2 separate regions of the Hordeum vulgare genome follow, and region 2 is linked to region 1. A link is a contact called in public Hi-C data. All regions are on one chromosome and are shown on one strand. The core of a region is the stretch at or near the end of the contact, and the rest is flanking DNA. Distances in the headings are between cores, read along the strand shown.

The links. A called contact is a pair of places that touch in the nucleus more often than the background predicts.
Region 2: a Hi-C map of leaf shows a contact between it and region 1, with 4 times the contacts expected there. The contact joins the promoter of LOC123402872 here to the enhancer-like site in region 1. A contact is called at or near these places in 2 of 6 Hi-C or Micro-C datasets (leaf and an unstated tissue).

Annotation. Positions count from the first base shown.
Region 1 is chr6H:397,328,223-397,332,642 of MorexV3_pseudomolecules_assembly, forward strand. No RefSeq gene overlaps it. Among protein-coding and RNA genes, the nearest start is that of LOC123402872, 220 kb to the right of the region's middle. Within about 2 kb of position 1,464, at least 3 of the 3 cell types and tissues checked have open chromatin away from gene starts, as enhancers often do. A contact at or near this core is called in leaf, where this site is marked.
Region 2 is chr6H:397,548,561-397,552,846 of MorexV3_pseudomolecules_assembly, forward strand. It overlaps LOC123402872 (auxin-responsive protein SAUR36-like), which reads left to right and starts at 2,096. Exons shown (of 1, transcript XM_045096831.1): 1 at 2,096-3,454. The coding sequence starts at 2,455. The coding sequence ends at 3,021.

The DNA of each region.
Region 1 (4,420 bases), core at 214-2,713:
TTTTATTTTCAAATGTGTGAACCTTTTTATTTTTCAATTATGCATGAACCTATTCAAATGCTGAAATATTTTTTCAAAATTCATTAACTTTCTTTTTGTCCAAATTTAAGATTTTTTGTGATTATTTTAAAGTTAAATGACCTTTTTAGAAAAAATATGTTTTTTAAAATTAAGATTGTTCCCTTTTTTAAAAGCCCAATGTCAACCATCAACTCGTCAATGGTCAATCGGTCCAGCAATTAACCATGTGCAGTTGGGGTAGCCCATAGCCTACGCGCTATTTGATATTGGGGGTGCCAAAAGGGGACCTCCTATACGGCTCTGTAAGCGCTCGTGTGCCTTGCTGGCACCTCCAGCGCCCCGCCTTGGGCCGGCCCATCAAAGAGCTCCGCGCCTCTCCATGCATTGAAAATTTTCATTGATTTTTGGAAGATAAAGTTCACCAATTTTGCAAAAATAGTTCTTCAAATGGGAAAAATGTGGACAAATTTTAAATATAATAATAATCAAGTTTGAAAATGTTTATCACATTTGATAAAAAGGTTCATTATTTTTATAAAAAGTTTACTGATTTCAAAAAACGTTCATCAAATTTGAAAAAAAATTAATCGATGTTCAAAAAAGTTCAACGAATTTGAAAAAAGTCCACCGAAATTTTAAAAAATTCATCGAATTGTAAAAAAATTCATCAAATTTTTTAAAAAGCTCACCGAATTAAATATAGAGTTCACTAATTCTGAAAAAAAGTTCATTGAATTTAAAAAAGTTAATCAAATTTTAAAAAAGATCACCGACTGCAAAAAGAGTTCATTAATTTTGAAAAAAAAGTTCGTCAAATTTGAAAGAAGTTCATCAAATTGAAAAAAATCATCGAATGTGAAAGAAGTTCATCAAATTTAAAAAAAGTTCATCAAATTAAAAAAATTCATTGAATTTTAGAAAAAAGTTTATCAATTTTTAAAAAAGGTTCATTCGGTTTCAAAAAAGCTCATCAATTTTGACAAAACTTTGGTGAATTTTTTTAAAAAAACCATCGATTTGAAGAAAAGGTTCACGAACTATAAAAAATCATCGAGCCATGAAGGAAAAAAAAGGAAAAACATAAACGAAAAAGTGAAGCAAAAAACGAAAAACGGAAGCAAGAAAACGAAAATTAGAAGCAAAAAACGAAAACCAAAGATGGAAATAAGAAAAGAGCAAAATAAAATGAGTGATCAGATCGGGTGTGGTGGCATGGTTGTTACGGCATGCGAACCCGAGCTGGAGATCCAGAGTTCGATTTCCCGCGGCGCCTACTCCCTTTTTTGTATTCAGAATAGAAAGAAAAATGCTGAGATGGGCCGGCCCAGCGCGGGACGTTGCAGCGCCAGTTAGCAGAATTGCACCATAACAAGCGCCTGTGGCGGCAAATAGGATTGGCCTGCCAAAACTGCTAAATAGGAGGCCTCATCCAAAACAAAGAATTATCCCCAACTCCTAGTTGACGCCCTGAGCGTTTGTTATAGGCTAACCCACAAACCAGCGCACACCCCTAACCTCATGGGCCACGACCGTTTACCTTTTATTTTCCTTTCCTTTTAACCTTCAAAAAGTGCGTATGGGTCGTGAGATTCAAAACCAAACATCATGGTTTAGTTCCAAAGGCAGTAGCCACCTTGCGAGTTGTTCTGTATGCTTACTTCTTTGGCTTCCTATTGTGCGTAAATGTAACTCTAAAAATGGATTGTCTTCTTTGTCTGGTTTTCTTTCTCTTAGTTTGGACGATTTAATATTTTTCTTTATTTTTCATTTTCAATTTCATTTTTAATTCCATTTTTTGGATTTATGAACTTTTTAAAGAAATGTGAAGTTTTTAATTGAAGAAAATTTTCTTAAATTCATGAAAAAAAATCAGTTAACTTTTTCACAACTCCAATTTTTTTTTTCAGATGCATGAACTCATTCAAAAATTTACAGATATTTTTCAAAATCCATCAAGATTTTCTTATTTATTCTTTTTTTCAAAATCGGTTGACTTTTTTAATTCACAATCATTTTTTTCAAAATATATGATTTCTACAGTTTTGATGAACTTTTTCAAATGTCATGAACTTTTCCAAAATTAAAAGTCCACAAATCTTTTTGAAATTGATGAACTTTTTTTAATTTGTGAGCACTTTTCAAACCTGTTACCTTTTTTTTTCAAATCCATGAACTTTAGAGTGTCGTGAACATTTTGTCGAACTAGTGAAAATTTGTGAACACTTTTTTCAAACCTGCAACCTTGTTTCTATTTCATTTTTTTCAAACTCGCGAACATTTTTCAAATCCTTATCTTTTGAAGTTCATGAACTTTTTTCAAATTCATGAAAGTTTCTTAAATTTACAAATTTTAAAAATTGGTGAATTGTTTTTCAACTTGTAAACTTTGAAGTCAACGGTGTGATGTATATGGTCAACGGACAATGTAATAGGCTGGGACCATGGATCAACTGGTTAAGGCGTGCCAGCCAACTGATTGAATAAAAAGACAGACAAGGAGCGAGGCGCCGACGAGCAATTGATGTATTAATGGGCTTTGCCCAGTTCAATCTGCAGAGGACGTCAGTAGGGAAAACCGGCGGATATTTCCTATTTTGCGCTGCAGGTGTTAGTTTTTTCCGTTTGTGAACACCGACGCATGCAGCAGCTTTAGTTGGGCTCGGCAATTGTAGCTTCTTTTTTCTGTTTTCCTAAATCCTAACCCAGAAAATAAGCGAGCACAGGGATTCGAACGAGCGAGTTTGTTGTCGAAGGCACAGTGCGCTCGCTGCACTAACCGACAGACTGCATTCACCTCATGTTCATAGTTTTATCTTTTCACTCCTTTCTCCTTATATCCTTTTTCCTTATTTTTTCGTTTTTCTTTTCTTTCATGAACGATTTTTGTGGGTTTTATTATTTTCTATATTGAATGAACTTTAAAAAAATGATGAACATTTTTCAAAACTGACGAACTTTTTTCCAAAATCAATAAATGTTTATCTAAAAGCAATGCTTTTTTTAAATTAGATGAACTTTTTGAAATCTAATAACCTTTTTAAAAAATCTGAAGAAACTTTTTGAAAATTTGATGAACTTTTTCTACTTATTTCTTTTTTCCATTTTACTCATTTGAACGAATTTTGGTTCAATATTGATGAAATTTTTAAAATTTGATGAAATTCTTTTAGATTTGATGATCTTTTTTCCAACAACGATGAACTTTTTTGGATTCTATGAACTTTTTTCCAAAATTGATGAACTTTTTCTAAAATCGAGGAACGTTTAAAAAAATAAATGAACTGTTTTCATTGTGAACTATTTTAAAAAAAGAATTGAACTTTTTTGAAACCAATGAGTTATTTTCAAAGTTGATTAACTTTTTCTAAAATGAGTGAAATGTTCCGCTACATGCTTCGTTAGGAGCTCTCGAATTATCCAGGAGCTTAATTTTTTAAAAAGAGATGCTGCCGGAAGTTATATCTCAGGACCGATCGGTGTTCGTTCCGGGGAGGATTATCACGGATAATATTATCTCAGCTTACGAATGCTTACATTTTATGAAGAGAAGCCGATCAAAAAACAATGCTGAGTGTGCCCCAAAACTTGATATGATGAAAGCTTATGATAGAGTTGAATGGAGTTATCTCGAAGCAATTATGCTGAAGATGGGTTTTGCAGCGTCTTGGGTTGCCACAGTTATGTCTATGGTGAGCACAATATCGTTTATAGTAATTTTTCAACGGGCGCAAATTGGAGGAATTCAAACCGACACGAGGTATTCGTTAGGGAGATCCTATCTCTCCATATCTCTTTTAGTTAGCAGCACACAGCCTTTCATGCATCGTAAATTCTTAGAATCAATCATCCCTTCTTGGTGGCATCAAGGTGGCATCATCGTCTCTGTCGGTGAACCACCTTTTATTCGTGGATGATAGCATGTTGCTCTTCAAGGCGAGTGTCAATGGAGCGGAGGAGGTACCAAACCTTCTGAATACTTATTATATGGCTTCGGGTCACAGAATCAAGAGAGACAAGTGCTGTTAGGGAACGTTGCATGGGAAACAAAAAATTTCCTACGCACACGAAGACCTATCATGGTGATGATCATCTACAAGAGGGAGATCGGATCCACATACCCTTGTAGATCGCTAAGCGGGAAGCATTAATAAACGCGGTCGATGTAGTGGAACTTTCTCCGTGATTCAAATCACTGCAGCCCCATGATCCGTCCTGATCTAGCATCGAACGGACGGCACCTCCGTGTTCAGCACACGTACAACTCGATGACGATCTCCGCCTTCTTGATCTAGCAAGAGAGACGGGGAAGTAGATGAGTTCTCCGACAGCGTGACTGCGCGCCGGTGGTGGTGATGATCTATTCCTGCAGGGCTTCGCCTAAGCACCACGGAAATCCGAT
Region 2 (4,286 bases), core at 846-3,345, 220 kb after region 1:
GAGGTGGAGAAGCAAGCCAGGATGCTTGAGATGGAGACGGAGAAGCAAGTCAAGATGCTAGAGATCGAGGACGCCGATGCCAAGACCATGACGAAAGAAGTGGCTCTCGCAAGCATGATGACGTGGGTGGAGATCATGAAGGTGGATCTCAACACCGTGTCCTCAAGGAAGAAGCCCTCGTTCGAGAAGATGCAGGCCGACATGCTGAAATTCGACAATGAGTAATCTATGGCGACGAGTGTCATCCTATTTTCATGCCGACAAGTGTGGCCTGACCATGGCCGTGATGGCGTGATCGAACTGCTACCCCTTTTTATGTGTTGGCATGTGTGCCGGTCGCTGGTAAGTGCGTCAACATGAACAGTATGATGTTTTTTGAAGCTGGCATTGTATGCCGGCATGAACTTTGGACGGCGATATGATCGTTGTCTTAATCTACTTTTAAAATATGTGCACGGACATAAAAAAAAATTAAACACGACAAACATCGAACGGACGATCGAGCCAAACGGATAAAAGATGAACAAAAAACGCCGTTGTTTGGTTCCATGCTGAGTTGCTCTTAAGATGCATACTGCTTGGAACAGACCCATTGTATCCTGTCCAAAAATCAAGCGAGTGATCTTTTAATTCGTAACCGGTCGCCGTACGCCAAGGACGGGCCGGTTGACACGGCAACTTAATTTTGTTGGGACTTCCATGTCACTAGCTGAGATGCTCTGGCCCCTTGCCAACGACAAACGCGGCCAAGCCAGTCAGTGGCCCTCAGCTATCGGACGTGCGTGCGGCTGCGTTTGTCTCGGCATGATACACGTTCCCAAGCCTGTGGGGTTCCGATCCAGTCGAGCTTTTAATCTCGGAAATGTGGGGGAATCGCGTCGCTCGTGCTCATCTCCTTTCTGCTGACCTTCCCAAGCCTCAACAGATGTCGACGTGCTGTGGCCACGCAAGTACGCCGTTGCCTACGTCCATCTTGGTCATCTACGAGTGCCCTGCAGCTTCCACGGTGGTACAGTTCAGCCGCATCGTCCATCGGATACAGTACGGACTAGTAGTACAGTATTGTTTTGGCTGGAGCAGGGAATGCCAGCCCGGGAACAGCCTACACCAGCTGCGTCTGTTACAAGCACTATCTTAGCAACATTTTAACGCATGTATACGTACTAGCACTAGTATCACAGATGGACGCTCTGAATTAACAAATCTGTCCAGAAATTTGCTTCGAACGGTCTTCCTGGAAACGACGTTCTTGCAGGTCTGCAGCACGAGCTTGGAAAATGGGAAGTGCCCAGCGGCGGGGAGGGGACCGGATCCGCGTCATGCGCTTTCTTCATCTCGAGGACGTGACCAACCAAACCCATTTTCACTGCAGAGCAGAATCCTTTTACGAGTGCACCGAAAAGGTTCCACTTTGCTTGCTGCTTTGGACGTTGTTTTCGCCTGCTCGTGCTCGATCCAGAGTGCTTTGATGACATAGATCCTGCTTTGCCGTTACCGCTTTGTCTGGAGCGGCTTGGATCGACCAGCCCGTTGCGTGCATCAATGCTGGTCTTGGAATTAGGCCCCCCAAAAACACCACGCATGCGCGGTTGCTGCTCACTGAGTCACTGTTGGGCAAATTTGGACGGACGATCTGCATGCCATATCACGTCGCGATACACGCACCGCGTTGGTGGCAATAGGTTGCTTCCCGCGAAAAAAAGATGGGAGTCGTTTTCAACTGGCATGGTGTGGCATGTGCACGATATTTCATCTGACTGAAGCAGACGAACCAACTCAAATAGTACCAACAAACAGCGTGGAGTTGGATCGATGGGCTACGGCATGTTACCGGATTATTCTCCCCCGGATTTCGTTGAACGCACCTGCAGTGAACGTGTACGCTGCGAGTGCCCCGGACATGTTCTTGTGAGCATGCTGTATGTACGTAGATATAACATGGCAAAAAGAAAAGAAAAGATACATGCTAACCGTCGGAAACTCAACGACCGAATCCCTCTCTTCTCTCAAGAGAAAATAAAACTCAACCACCGGGAACCGACCAAAGCTCGGAAGCTCGCCCACATCAAGGAGCGAATCTTTTCATTTTTAGTTAAATTTTCTAGGGCTTTTTCTTGCTTTGAATACTTACGTACATCACTCACCTGAATGAGTGAATTACTACGCCATGGCCAAAACAAAGCTAAAATGACGCACAAAACGCTGGGATTAATCGCTCATGAGTCCCACACGGGCGCGCGCCCACACGCACAGTGATGCCCTTGCTCGGAGTCTGCTCTTCCCTCCCCTCTCGTCTCGGCTTCTCGCATCGTCGTATATAAAACCTACCCGTTGTCAAGCTCGGCTCTCCTGCCATTACACCGCCTAGCTAGCTTGCTTCAACACCTCACATACACGCAGAACGCAGCACAGGAAAGCGGAGACCTTGGACCTCCTCGAGTTCTAGCCAGCTGCATGATGGCGAGGCGGCAGAGAGGATTCCGGCTGGGCAGAAAGCTGCTCGGCCTCTGGCGCTGGGCGCTCTGCAACCGCCGGCGACGCCGCGGCGGCGGCTACGCCCGCCTGCAGCGGTGCCAGCTAGGGGCCGGCGCAAAGCCGTTCAACACGGCAGTCGGGAGCGCCAAGCAGCAGCAGCAGCAGCAGCTGGTGGTGTTGCCGCGGGAGCTGGACGAGCCCCGACGGCGGATGCTGGGGTGGGGGCGGTCGCTGGCGCGGCGGATGAGGCTCCTGCCGCGGCGGGGCGAGCGGCTGCTGGAGGAGGCCGGCGAGGCGACGACGCCCAAGGGGCAGGTGGCGGTGTACGTGGGCGGCGACGAGCCCGGCGGGGAGTCGATGAGGTACGTGGTGCCGGTGGTCTACTTCAACCACCCGCTCTTCGGGGAGCTGCTGCGGGAGGCCGAGGAGGAGTTCGGCTTCGAGCACCCCGGCGGGATCACCATCCCGTGCGCGGCCACAAGGTTCGAGCGCGCCGCCGCCATGGCCGCCGCCGGCGGCGGCAGGAAGGCGCCCGGCTGGTGGTAGCACGGCGCGCGCCTCCTGTACAGTACATACATACATACATACATACACATGCGTGCTCGATTGAATAGATAGTTGGATGGATGTGTGTAATTTTCTTTACCAGTTTGACTTTTCTTTTTGTGGGCTGCCTGCCTCTCTGTTTGTGGGCGCGCATGCGATGCGATCATGCGAGCTTATTTTTTTCTTTTAGTTTTAGAGAAGATGGAGGGATGCCTCTATAGCTCTAGTCGAACCTGTTCCCCAACTCCAACTTGCATGCCCATGCTGGACATGGTGATCCTGTGCTTCCTGTACGATCCGGTGGCCGATCTTATTTTGGATCGGAGGGAGTAGCATTTAGTTTGCTGCATGATCGATGGATCATGGTTGTCAATTAACTTCCATGATGAAATGTGGCCTGCCTAGCGTAAACGGATGAAATATTCTTGGCCAAGTTCTTGTGTTGAGAGAGTCATTCATTCTGCTTCCACGATTCCGGATCATGTGTACTCGCACTGTGGTACCGAAAGCGATGTCCGTAATGCGTACTAAAAATAGTCCGTACAACCGGTGTGTTGGAAGGTATTACAAGCTACTCCTGCTTCCTCGTGTTGTGCTGGCGTCACGTTGATTAGCAGAAACAGTGCGCTGCTTTGTCTGCCATGACAACGCTTTCAGGGCGTCCAATGGTGCTTAGCAGAAACAGTGCACTGCTTTGTCTGCCATGACAACGCTTTCGGATCCTTGGGTCCATGTGCCGTTGGATGTTGATCCTAGGGGTAAAATTGTAGTCACCACTATCAAAACAAAGGTGGAGTGCCCACTAATTGTAGTGAAGAAATATCCCGAAAAAAAAACTACAATGAAGAAATGAAAGACAAGTATTGCATCCGTCTAGGTGCATTAGGCATCTTACGAAAATCTATAATAATCTAAAAACGATAAGCCACATTACAGTGATAGTACTAGTTGCATGCATATTAATTAGACCACATTTATTAATTAAATGATCAATGCATGCAATTTATACGGTACATTTTTGGGATTTAACGAGGTCTCCAAATTAGTAGCGCGTTTTCAGTTGAGAAAGAAATACTACGTGTTTAGGTTGATTTATACTACGTGTTAGAGTAGTATAATTGATTTCCTCTACAATTTAGTTTCTTCTCCTCCTACCAAATCTCTTCTACGTGTTTGGGTTACAGTGAATCTTTTAAAATGCCTAATGGACCCAAATGGAGCTGGTATATGCCTAGATGCAAAAGTCTTCTTTCTTGGAATAAATG